Regions from separate parts of the Arachis hypogaea genome. Here region 2 is linked to region 1. A link is a contact called in public Hi-C data. All regions are on one chromosome and are shown on one strand. The core of a region is the stretch at or near the end of the contact, and the rest is flanking DNA. Distances in the headings are between cores, read along the strand shown. Region 1 holds the start of LOC112770873 (cellulose synthase-like protein B4). Region 2 has its middle 9.3 kb from the start of LOC112772187.

The links. A called contact is a pair of places that touch in the nucleus more often than the background predicts.
Region 2: a contact with region 1 is called in a Hi-C map of an unstated tissue, with 4 times the contacts expected there. The contact joins the enhancer-like site here to the promoter of LOC112770873 in region 1. A contact is called at or near these places in 4 of 8 Hi-C or Micro-C datasets (leaf and an unstated tissue).

Annotation. Positions count from the first base shown.
Region 1 is chr18:7,398,607-7,403,239 of arahy.Tifrunner.gnm2.J5K5, forward strand. LOC112770873 (cellulose synthase-like protein B4) reads right to left here and starts at 1,923. Exons shown (of 8, transcript XM_072225594.1): 1 at 1,096-1,923; 2 at 661-991; 3 at 455-574. The coding sequence starts at 1,370.
Region 2 is chr18:7,488,519-7,493,447 of arahy.Tifrunner.gnm2.J5K5, forward strand. No RefSeq gene overlaps it. Among protein-coding and RNA genes, the nearest start is that of LOC112772187, 9.3 kb to the left of the region's middle. Within about 2 kb of position 3,538, at least 3 of the 3 cell types and tissues checked have open chromatin away from gene starts, as enhancers often do.

The DNA of each region.
Region 1 (4,633 bases), core at 673-3,172:
ATATTTTTAATTTTATACACTTTTCAAGGGAAAAAAAATTCTTATATTGCCTTTATATTTTAGGAGTGGAATTGAAATTAAAAGATTGACATTGAATATTATATATACTTAATGAGTAGAGATTAAATTTTTATTTGGGATACAAAATTTTAATCCTTTAATATCTCTATAAAGTGAAGACACAGATTACTAAAATTTTTAGAAATAGAAATTAAAATTTTAATAATATTTTTTTAAATTATTCTCATTTAACTTTTTATATTACAAATCTACTTTTTAATCTCTGTCTCAATCTCCTTTTCAATCGCATTGTTATATATTCTTTAAATAATGTTAGAGAATTAACTTTTTTTTTAGTCAATATTAACTTTCTTTTTTAAAATGGGATAACTAATTAAAAATTAGTTTTTTTTATACTTTCTCATCCTTCTCATATAGCGAGTACTTCATGCACCTTGATTATGGTTGGATGGTTATTGAGCTGTGTCGTTGAGAATACGTGAAATTCTTGGTCGAGCATGATTGATTTCTTTGTCGCATTTTGAATTTTACTGCAAAGATGCTCATACCCATCCTGCATAAATTAAATTAAAGACTTCAAATTCATACATATATACATAAACTAACATCGATATGCATGTAATTGATAATAATAATCACCTTAATTGCCAACCATTCTTGCATGAATTCTGGACTATTGTTGGGTGCGGTGGCCTCATTATTATTAGAATCGAAGTATCTAAAGGGTGCTCTAGTTTTTACATTGTACTTCTTACAGAAAGGTACCCAAAGCTTTGCAAACTTTGAAGCCTCCACAAGAGCATACAAGTTAAGAGGGGAGCAACCATCATCGGAGACATAGCAAGAAAGCTTGTTGGAAGGGTAATCAAGTGCCAAAAGTGACAGAACAGTGTTCACTGTTATGATTGGTGGTTCAAGAACTGGATCTGCTGTTGTCACAAACAAGTCCACTGATGGAAGCTCAGCTACCCTTTACATAAAAAAAAAAATCACAATATATATAGTTAATAATAGATACATAGGTTCGGAATCAGAAATGTTAAGTGACCAACACTTTTTTTTTTTTTTTTTTACCGGGAGAAGAGACGGTGAGGGTAGGATTTGGTATATGAAGGGTTCCATTTGGTGGAGATGATGGTTAACCAAGTGAAAGTGAACCATGACTCGCACATGAAAGCAAGGAACCAAGGGTATGAGTGGTGGTTCATGTCATCATAGGAGAATACACGGTAGCAGAGTAGCAAAACAAGGAGGATCAGAATAATTGAATCCATTACCCTTGAAAGTGTGTATTTCACCCATATTTTTTCGTATAGAGGCTCAGTATTACTCTCTTCACTGATTCCCATTGTGATTTCTCTCTCACTCCCAGTAACCTTTTGTTGTAGTTATTTTATTAGTCAACGAGCTTCAGGGGAAGTCGGCATTTTAAAGGCGGAGAACACTTCCCCTGCTTGGCTGCCATTTCTTTTATTTTTTTTGAATATTCACATGATATTTTCGTACGAAAATAATATCGTGAACAGTTGGATAATTCAGTAAAATATATTCGATTAAATATTAAATTATCTAACTATTCATAATATTATTTTATGTAAAAATATCATTACGAGAGTATTTATATTTTTTAATTATTTATATCAATACATATTATGTATGATAATAATAATAATAATGATAATAATAATAATAATAATAATTGAATTTCCTTTATTCAACTCAACTGGACTCGCTTCCCTCGTGTAACAAAAGTTTTTGGACTATAACGTGTATTGTCCCAGCAATAAAAGGAAAGCCCTAGAGAGATAAATTCATTTGTTTTCTCTTCCAATGTGCTTGTGGTGGGAAGGCATATCTACGTATAATGAAAACAAAATTCAAGAAATATGAAAGGACGATATCAGGCATGAGAGGGCATCAATAGTGAAGTTGATCTCTCTGACCACGTGCAAATCTAGAGATACATATTTTTTTGACTGAAAATTTAAAACAATCCACTAGAAAAGGAAACGTAAGGCGATTCTTCTAAATACTCGTTTCAAACTGCTTTTAAAGTATTAGAAGCTCTATATGCTGTTAATGTGATTTTAAGGTCATTTTTGCCATAATATCTGTCACTGTATTTGCATCTCATAAGATTAAGCAAAAATCAACATGTCACTTTTAAATTATAATATCTTTGACTTTAAACACCAAAAGGTCTATATATCCAGCATTATCATGAGAATTGTTAACAAAAATGAAAGCCTCAAGAGAATCCATTTCGCAAATCACATTTCTTTGTCCCAAGTCTTAAGCTAAAAGAAATCCTCTCCAAATAGCAAACAATTCTCCTTGAAGAATATTGCAGCTCTCTATTGTTTCCAAACAGTGTCGTTGCCGATTTCCGTCTCAATCTCTGTTAATATAGGCAAAACCAATCCGATCCCCAGAACCAGAGTAATTAGCATCACAATTAATCTTAAAAGTACCCATTGAAGGAGAAACCCAAGAACAACTAATCATAGAAGAAATAGAAATTCGTTGTCATTCAAAGACATTATTCCGAACCTCCTTCTCGAAGGTTAAAGTCATACGAGCTACTTTAAAAGGAGGCCAAGGCTAGGGGTGGCAAGCGGGGAAGCTTGCCCCGCCCCACCAGAAGCCTACCCTTTGGCGGGCTGGCGGGCTAAGCCCGCCAAATCTCCTCTTTTTTTTTTACTATTAACTACTAAATAATATATATAATTTCACAATCATATTAATAAATTTATAATTTCTAAAGGCATAAAAAATTATATTTTTTATATTCATAAATATTAAAATCTTTGTAATTATAAATATCTAATAAACATAATTATAAACCAAGTTTTCATCCGAAACATAAGTATAAATATTCTCTTCAAAGCAAAATAAACATAATTTAAAACATAATTATAAATATTGTCTCAAAAGTAACATAAACATAATCCAAACCACTCAATTTTATCTTCATACTCTTGTAAGTTAGGTTGGGATTAGGTTGGAAAAAGTTAGGTTTTGGCAAAAAAAATTGTAAAAATACTCCCTCACTAAAAAAACACTAAGCCCGGCGGAGAAGCCCGCCCCGCCCCGCCAAAGCCCGCCAAAACCTACGGTTTAAGCGGTGCGGGTTAGACGGATTTTTGCTATTTGGCGGTCCCAATTTTCCATCCCGACCCGCCTTTTTTGGCAGGTTACGCGAGCCAGCCCGGCGGGTTTAGACCCGTTTGCCACCCCTAGCCAAGGCTCATGATGGTTAAAAATCTCATTGTTCCTAGCTCTTCAAATTCACCATAAACCAAAAAAGAACCTAAAATGATGCTTTTTACTATGGGACAAGAACCAGTTCTTCAAATCCAGAGGATGATCGAAAATCTCTAAAATCTGCCAAATAAACGGAGTTTTTGGACAATCTCAAATACAGTGAAAAACTGTTTTCTGGCAAGTCAAACAACTGGGACAGTTATCTGTAGGTGAAAGGCCTCTCCTGAGACAAAAACCATCAGTAGGTAGTGCCTTTCACACACAAAGTCAAGTAAAAAATTTGATATTTTTCGGAACAAGTTGACACCAAAGCCAAAGCCATTTTTCTCTCTTCTCCCATCTAAATATCTTCTTGCAGAGCCATAAGGGCATTATAAACCTTAGCCGCCCATCGGACTAAGTCCAGCTTACTACTGAACCCGTTTGCACATCCTAATTGTAGGAGATAATGCTTTCATGCAAAACCTAGTGAAAAGGAGAACAGACCTTCTCAATATATCACTCCCTAACCGACCGTAGATCTAAAATCCGGAGATTCGAATCAGAAATGTGAATATAATCCATCTCATTACATAGCTGCCCTTCTTTCTCCATTTAGAGAACCAAAAATTTTGGTCTAAATTCCAATGCACCAATTAAAACCATCCTTCAAAATATCCTAAATTTTACATAGAATCCCCCAAACATAAGATCTATTATCTGTAGAACAGTTGAAAGTGTCACCCAGAGAAAAACGGTATTTAACTGCCAATAGCTGAACCCAAAGCTTGTGGGAATAATGAAAGAGTTTTTAAACTAACGTTCCAAGAAGAGCAATATTAGTACAAAATGGATCCCATATTTCCAGACCATCAAACTTCTTTGGAGTGACCAACACCTTTCAGCTAACAAGATTTAGCCCCTGACCATTGGCTTGATCTTTTCAAAGAAATTTTTTTTATCATAGATGCTATAGAATTTGTTATCCCTTTGAGAAAAAGAGAGATTTGCATGCGCTAAGTAGTAATAGCTGCCACAACCGAATTGATCAAACAGAGCCTTCCCGCCCTATTGAGTAACACCTTTTTCAGCTGGCTAGCCGTCCTCTAATCTTATTTAGAACTTCATTAAAAGATGCTCGCGTCAGCCGAGAATGACTAAGAGTAATCTCGAGGTATTTGGCCTAATTCTGAATGAAACGAATGGAGGATATCCCAGTAAAGATTTTTTTCTAGTTGCTGAAACATTACGAAAACACAACACTTTAGACTTCTCCATATTAATCTTTAGCCCATAAGCTTTATAGAAACTCTCCAAGTTGTCATTATATTTTGAACTTGTCGTTTCTCCGCTTTGCAGAAGAGAAGCA
Region 2 (4,929 bases), core at 2,288-4,787, 92 kb after region 1:
ACTTTGTTCAATGTTTAAGATTATTGTGATAACATGCAGTAATCATTCCCTAGCTGTCTCAACGTAATAACCTCATTCAACTGATTTGAAGTTGAATCATTTATTGTTTCCATTCAGAAGTGTAGATCGAAGAAGAAAACGAAGAAGAAGAAGAACGACGAAGCTTATTACGTTGAATTCAATACAGATCAATAATGAAAAATGCGTGCAGAGAAGAAAAATGCGAACAGAGGAGAACGACGAATTTTATTAGGTTGAAGAACACGAATAGAGAAGAAGAAGAACAAAAACGCGAAACGTTATATAAGGCGCGTGTATAACAAACGACTGTGGGGTGGGGGAACGCGTGTGTGGAGAAAGTTACTTGGATAACATCCATGTATTTTTTACATGGATGTAGAGCTTTTTCCATATATATATTGATGAGTTTGGAAAACTCTAAATTAAATTGATGATGATCAAACATTATTAATATAATTATTTACAAAAATTATTAATTTAAATTTTAATTCATATTTACTAATTAATAATTTTTGTTGCTTGCAGATTCTGTTGTGGGCTAAAAGAAAAATTAATAAACCCAATATGAAGTTAAAATTTAGCTTTGGTACAAAAATGGTTTAATATATGTGGCTGAATTAGTGATGTATTAGTTGGGCCAGAAAATAGTTAAACAAACCCAATTGAAATATTGGTTACAAGACCAAAAGCTTGGTCCGAATTAAATTTGAAAGGAAAGGGAGAAATGCTTGATTGGGTTCGGTTACACACTCACTTGGTTTATGGAATTCAAACTTTTATTAACTTGGATTGAATGCAAGCATTGGAAACATGAAAGAGAAAGAGAAATTGATTTGATTACTTTTAATGATGCTACGCGTTAATAAGCAAAAGGGAAGTAAAAGTTAATTCAATTTAATTCTTTTATTCAAATCACATTGAAAGTTTTCTCTCTTCTTTCTCATCTCTCTCAAACTTTCGGTCACTTTACAGAAGAAATATGGAAGATAATGCAAGCTATCAGAAAGAAGAAGAAGCTAGTAGCAAGGCCATTGTAATGATGGCATCAAGAAAAAGAAAATATGAAGTATGGTGTGGCTAAGATCTTTACCACAAAAGGTAAGATGCGGTGAAGTGATCTCAAGCTCTCCATACCAAAAATGATGGAGATCCACTTCGGTCAGAGAAAAAAGATCCTTTGGAAGAATGGCTCATCTCTGCTTTTGCTCAACCACTACAGGAGGTAGCTATTGTAGCTACGTGGAGGATGAGGTAGAAGTTATAGCAGATGGAGTTGTCATCATCAAGAACTCATCAAGCGCTAGGAATCCTTCTTGGAGTGCAAGACAAGATGGAAGGCCCGGATTGATGAAGATTAGTGACAAGGGAAGACGCAGAGGTAATTGCATGTTGGGTTTTACATTCGGTTTCCTCTCCTCTCTCTCTGGCCGAACCGATTTTTGGTTTGAAGAAGAAGAAGATTAGCTTAGTTCAACAGTTTCAACCTTGGAGGCTTCCCCTTCTATAAATAAGGGAGAACAGCCAGGGCTTGAAACAAGGAGAGTAAGCACAGAGTTCTCATAGCTACCTAAGCTAACAGAAGTTCTTCTCCTTCAATGTTCTTCATTTTGTATTTTTCTGTTTAGTTTTGTCTGTCTTGAGTCTCATGGAAAAAGACAAACAGTGAGGTTTGTATGAAAAAGCTATAGAGCGGAAAAAGGCAGAGTATACAAAATTAAAAGAAAAAACCATAGATGTCCTAGAGGTCCTTTGTACATTTGTGTTGTGTTTCATGATTCTGTGGATGATTCTGTGGGAATCCCCTTGCAAGTTGGGTTAGCACTTAACAGTTGAAAGTTTGGCAGTAACCAAGTCAAGTTCAGGATTGGGGATTAGATTCTGGACTTGTCCCGAATAGGAAGGGTAGTTCCTAGGGAGAATTGGTGTATGTAATCATGATGATTCTAGTGAAATTCCATCATTGTTGTGATAGAGACTAGATGTAGGCTGCATTGCACTTGGCAGCTGAATCAGGATACTTCGTGGTGTGATTTTCTCTCTCCCTTCTACTCCATTTCTGTTTCTGCTACATAGGAGATAAAACTGAAAAATATTTCTTGCCTGGTTACGAGATAAAAAGAAAAAGTCTCGTAGCTAGGTACGAGACAAAAAGCAAATAGTCTCCAAAAGTTATTTCAAAGGCCAGCAAGTGTTAATAAGCAAAAAATGGGGCTAAGATTCTTTTAAGTTATTTCACATTGACTTATATAACAGTGATCTCATTTATTGTTATAAATGCTAATAGAATAAGTCATTATTATTTTTGATTTGGAATTAAATGAGAATAAAACCAGAGATATTGTATTTGGGCTTTAGAGTTTAATGGGTGCCACACTCAAATATAAATAGTAACTTTAGGGCTTTGGTCTCAATACATCAAAGCCGCCTCCACAATTTTTTTTTCATCAAAAAAGTTGCGATTTAGCCCTATTAAAAATACAAAAATTTTAATTAAAGAAGATCAAAAAATTAAACTCTTCTAATCATACTCACAAATTTAAATACGCTTCGAGACTTAAATATTTTTTTTAATGATTTAATAGGGATGATATTAGAATTAAAAAATTCTAAAAAAATTCTAGATTGAATTCATAAATCCTCTTCATGAGAGTACAACTTGCATTGCTCATGGCTGCCCTTAATTAACACTTGTAGATCATTATTTGTCAAGGACCACACAATTATATAATTATATATGGCGGTGTGATTTAATATAAAAAAAATAAAATAAAATTATATGGTTGATTTGGTTTAGGACATATACAAACTTTATTTTATTTGAGAAACGAGAATGATGCAAAACAAGTAGCTATTGTCTGATGATGGGAGAAAAAATATCAACAAAATTGATAATATATTGTTAATAGCATAAGCATTCAGCCGTTTACATTTGCTCCAAATCTTTGAACATCTGATTTCTCGATATTGACGTGTGAGTTTCATTTTTATTTTAGTTGAGACAAAATAAACATGTTAACCACCACGTTACCTATGCTATATTGTATGTATTATATATTTCGTCATTTCTAATTTGTGTATAAACAATGATAATTCTAATTTTAAATTTGGCTATTTGATCACGAGAGAAAAACCCAGTATTTTATATAGTCGGATATTATTTGCAACCAAGTTGTTTTAAATTTATACATTGACGACCTACTCGAAAATACACTATATCATTATTCGTTATCACTAAAAACAACATTCTTTCCAAATTTTTTTTAAAAAATGCAAGCATAGTTATTTAAATTAAATTCATGTACTTTAAATTGGAATCTTAAAACTAAATGCTTCAAATAACGTTTCGGTTGATTGGATTTAGTATCAACGTTTTTTTTTTTTTTTTTTGAAAATGATTTAGTACAAACGTTATTCATTATATTAAAAATAAAATTATGAGTGGTCATATAAAAAATGGAGTAAGCAACTATGTGGCCTCCAAGGAGGAAGAAGGTTCAAAGTATGAGCATAATGGGCCTGCTCAGCAAGCCCATTAACCTTTATACGGTTGTATCGGCCCAGTTTAGTGGTCATGTTCGTAAGAGAAGGCTGATATCAAAAAAAAAAAAACAGAAGATGGATTTAGGAGGTGATATAATTTTCAGTGGGTAACACTGAAGGGTGGTTGGGCCTCTAATCATACATGACTGATAGTTGATGGTAGTATGGTACAAAGATGTTAATGATATAGGAAAATTTTCAGATATTAAAAGAATAGCAATATTGATTTCAATTATAATATTTCAGATAAGAATAGTAGTATTCTAGTAGTTTTAGTCATTGATCTGAATTATATATATATTTCACCTGGTATTTTCACCTGAAAATTTTCCAATGTTATACATTGCAGATTGCTTGCTATTTGCACTCAAGATACAAGTCAAGCCAATCTACCACTTATAATGAAAACGGTACTAGCCTCAATGTCTCATTATTCTTGGTCTTGTGAACTTGCTCCTTTGAATTTTCCATTTCATGCAAATAACATGCTACTATAATCTCTTGGTTATTGTGCTGGGACATCAGCTAAGATCCATTATGGTGAACTGGGCAGATTTTTCAGGTTTCTTTAGCCAGGATCATGTCAAGCTTGGAGATTTGGTTGTTCATAATCAGGTAAGTTTTTGTTGAATGTACATTTTTATATTCATCATTATACAAAATTGTACTTGGAACTGAAGACAAATATAAGACACTGTGTCTTAGGGTGGAGACATACATTTTCTACATTTTCTGTTTCTGATTTCTGTATAATGTCCTGTCCTAACAACTAAATGCGGTTTTATAACCATAAAATACTTTATGTATCTATCTAGTTAAGCACTTGTGACAATAATGCCACATGTGTGTGCTTGTAAATACACTTTGGATATGTTATAGTCCTAAATTATGTTTATGTAATTTAGACCATAGAGATTAAAATCTTCTATTATTATTCTTGAGATAGTTTTTTTTTTCTTTTTCATTTTTCAATTTTTTTTCTCCCTGCTCAAAAATTGATGTTACATTATATCACTTTTTTTCCCTTATAAATTAACATGTTTTTTAGAACTTTACATTTGTAGGCTACTGATGGAGAGGGAGAAAAAAACCAATAGTATGAAGATGAGTTGAAATCCATTTTGGCGCCTGAAATTTTTGATTGGGTTCAATTTCGACATCCAAATTTATAATTACCCAATTAACACCCCCAAATATTGGATTGTGCTCCACGCTTGCTCCCGTAGCTATCTCCGTTAACGGAGATATGATATGGCACGTTAAGTTGACAGAGTGTGTATCCACGTGACACCCAACTTGATAGAATGGATGTGTGATGAGTGAATGATATGGCAAAAGTTGAATGAACTCAATTTGTAACCCTCTTTT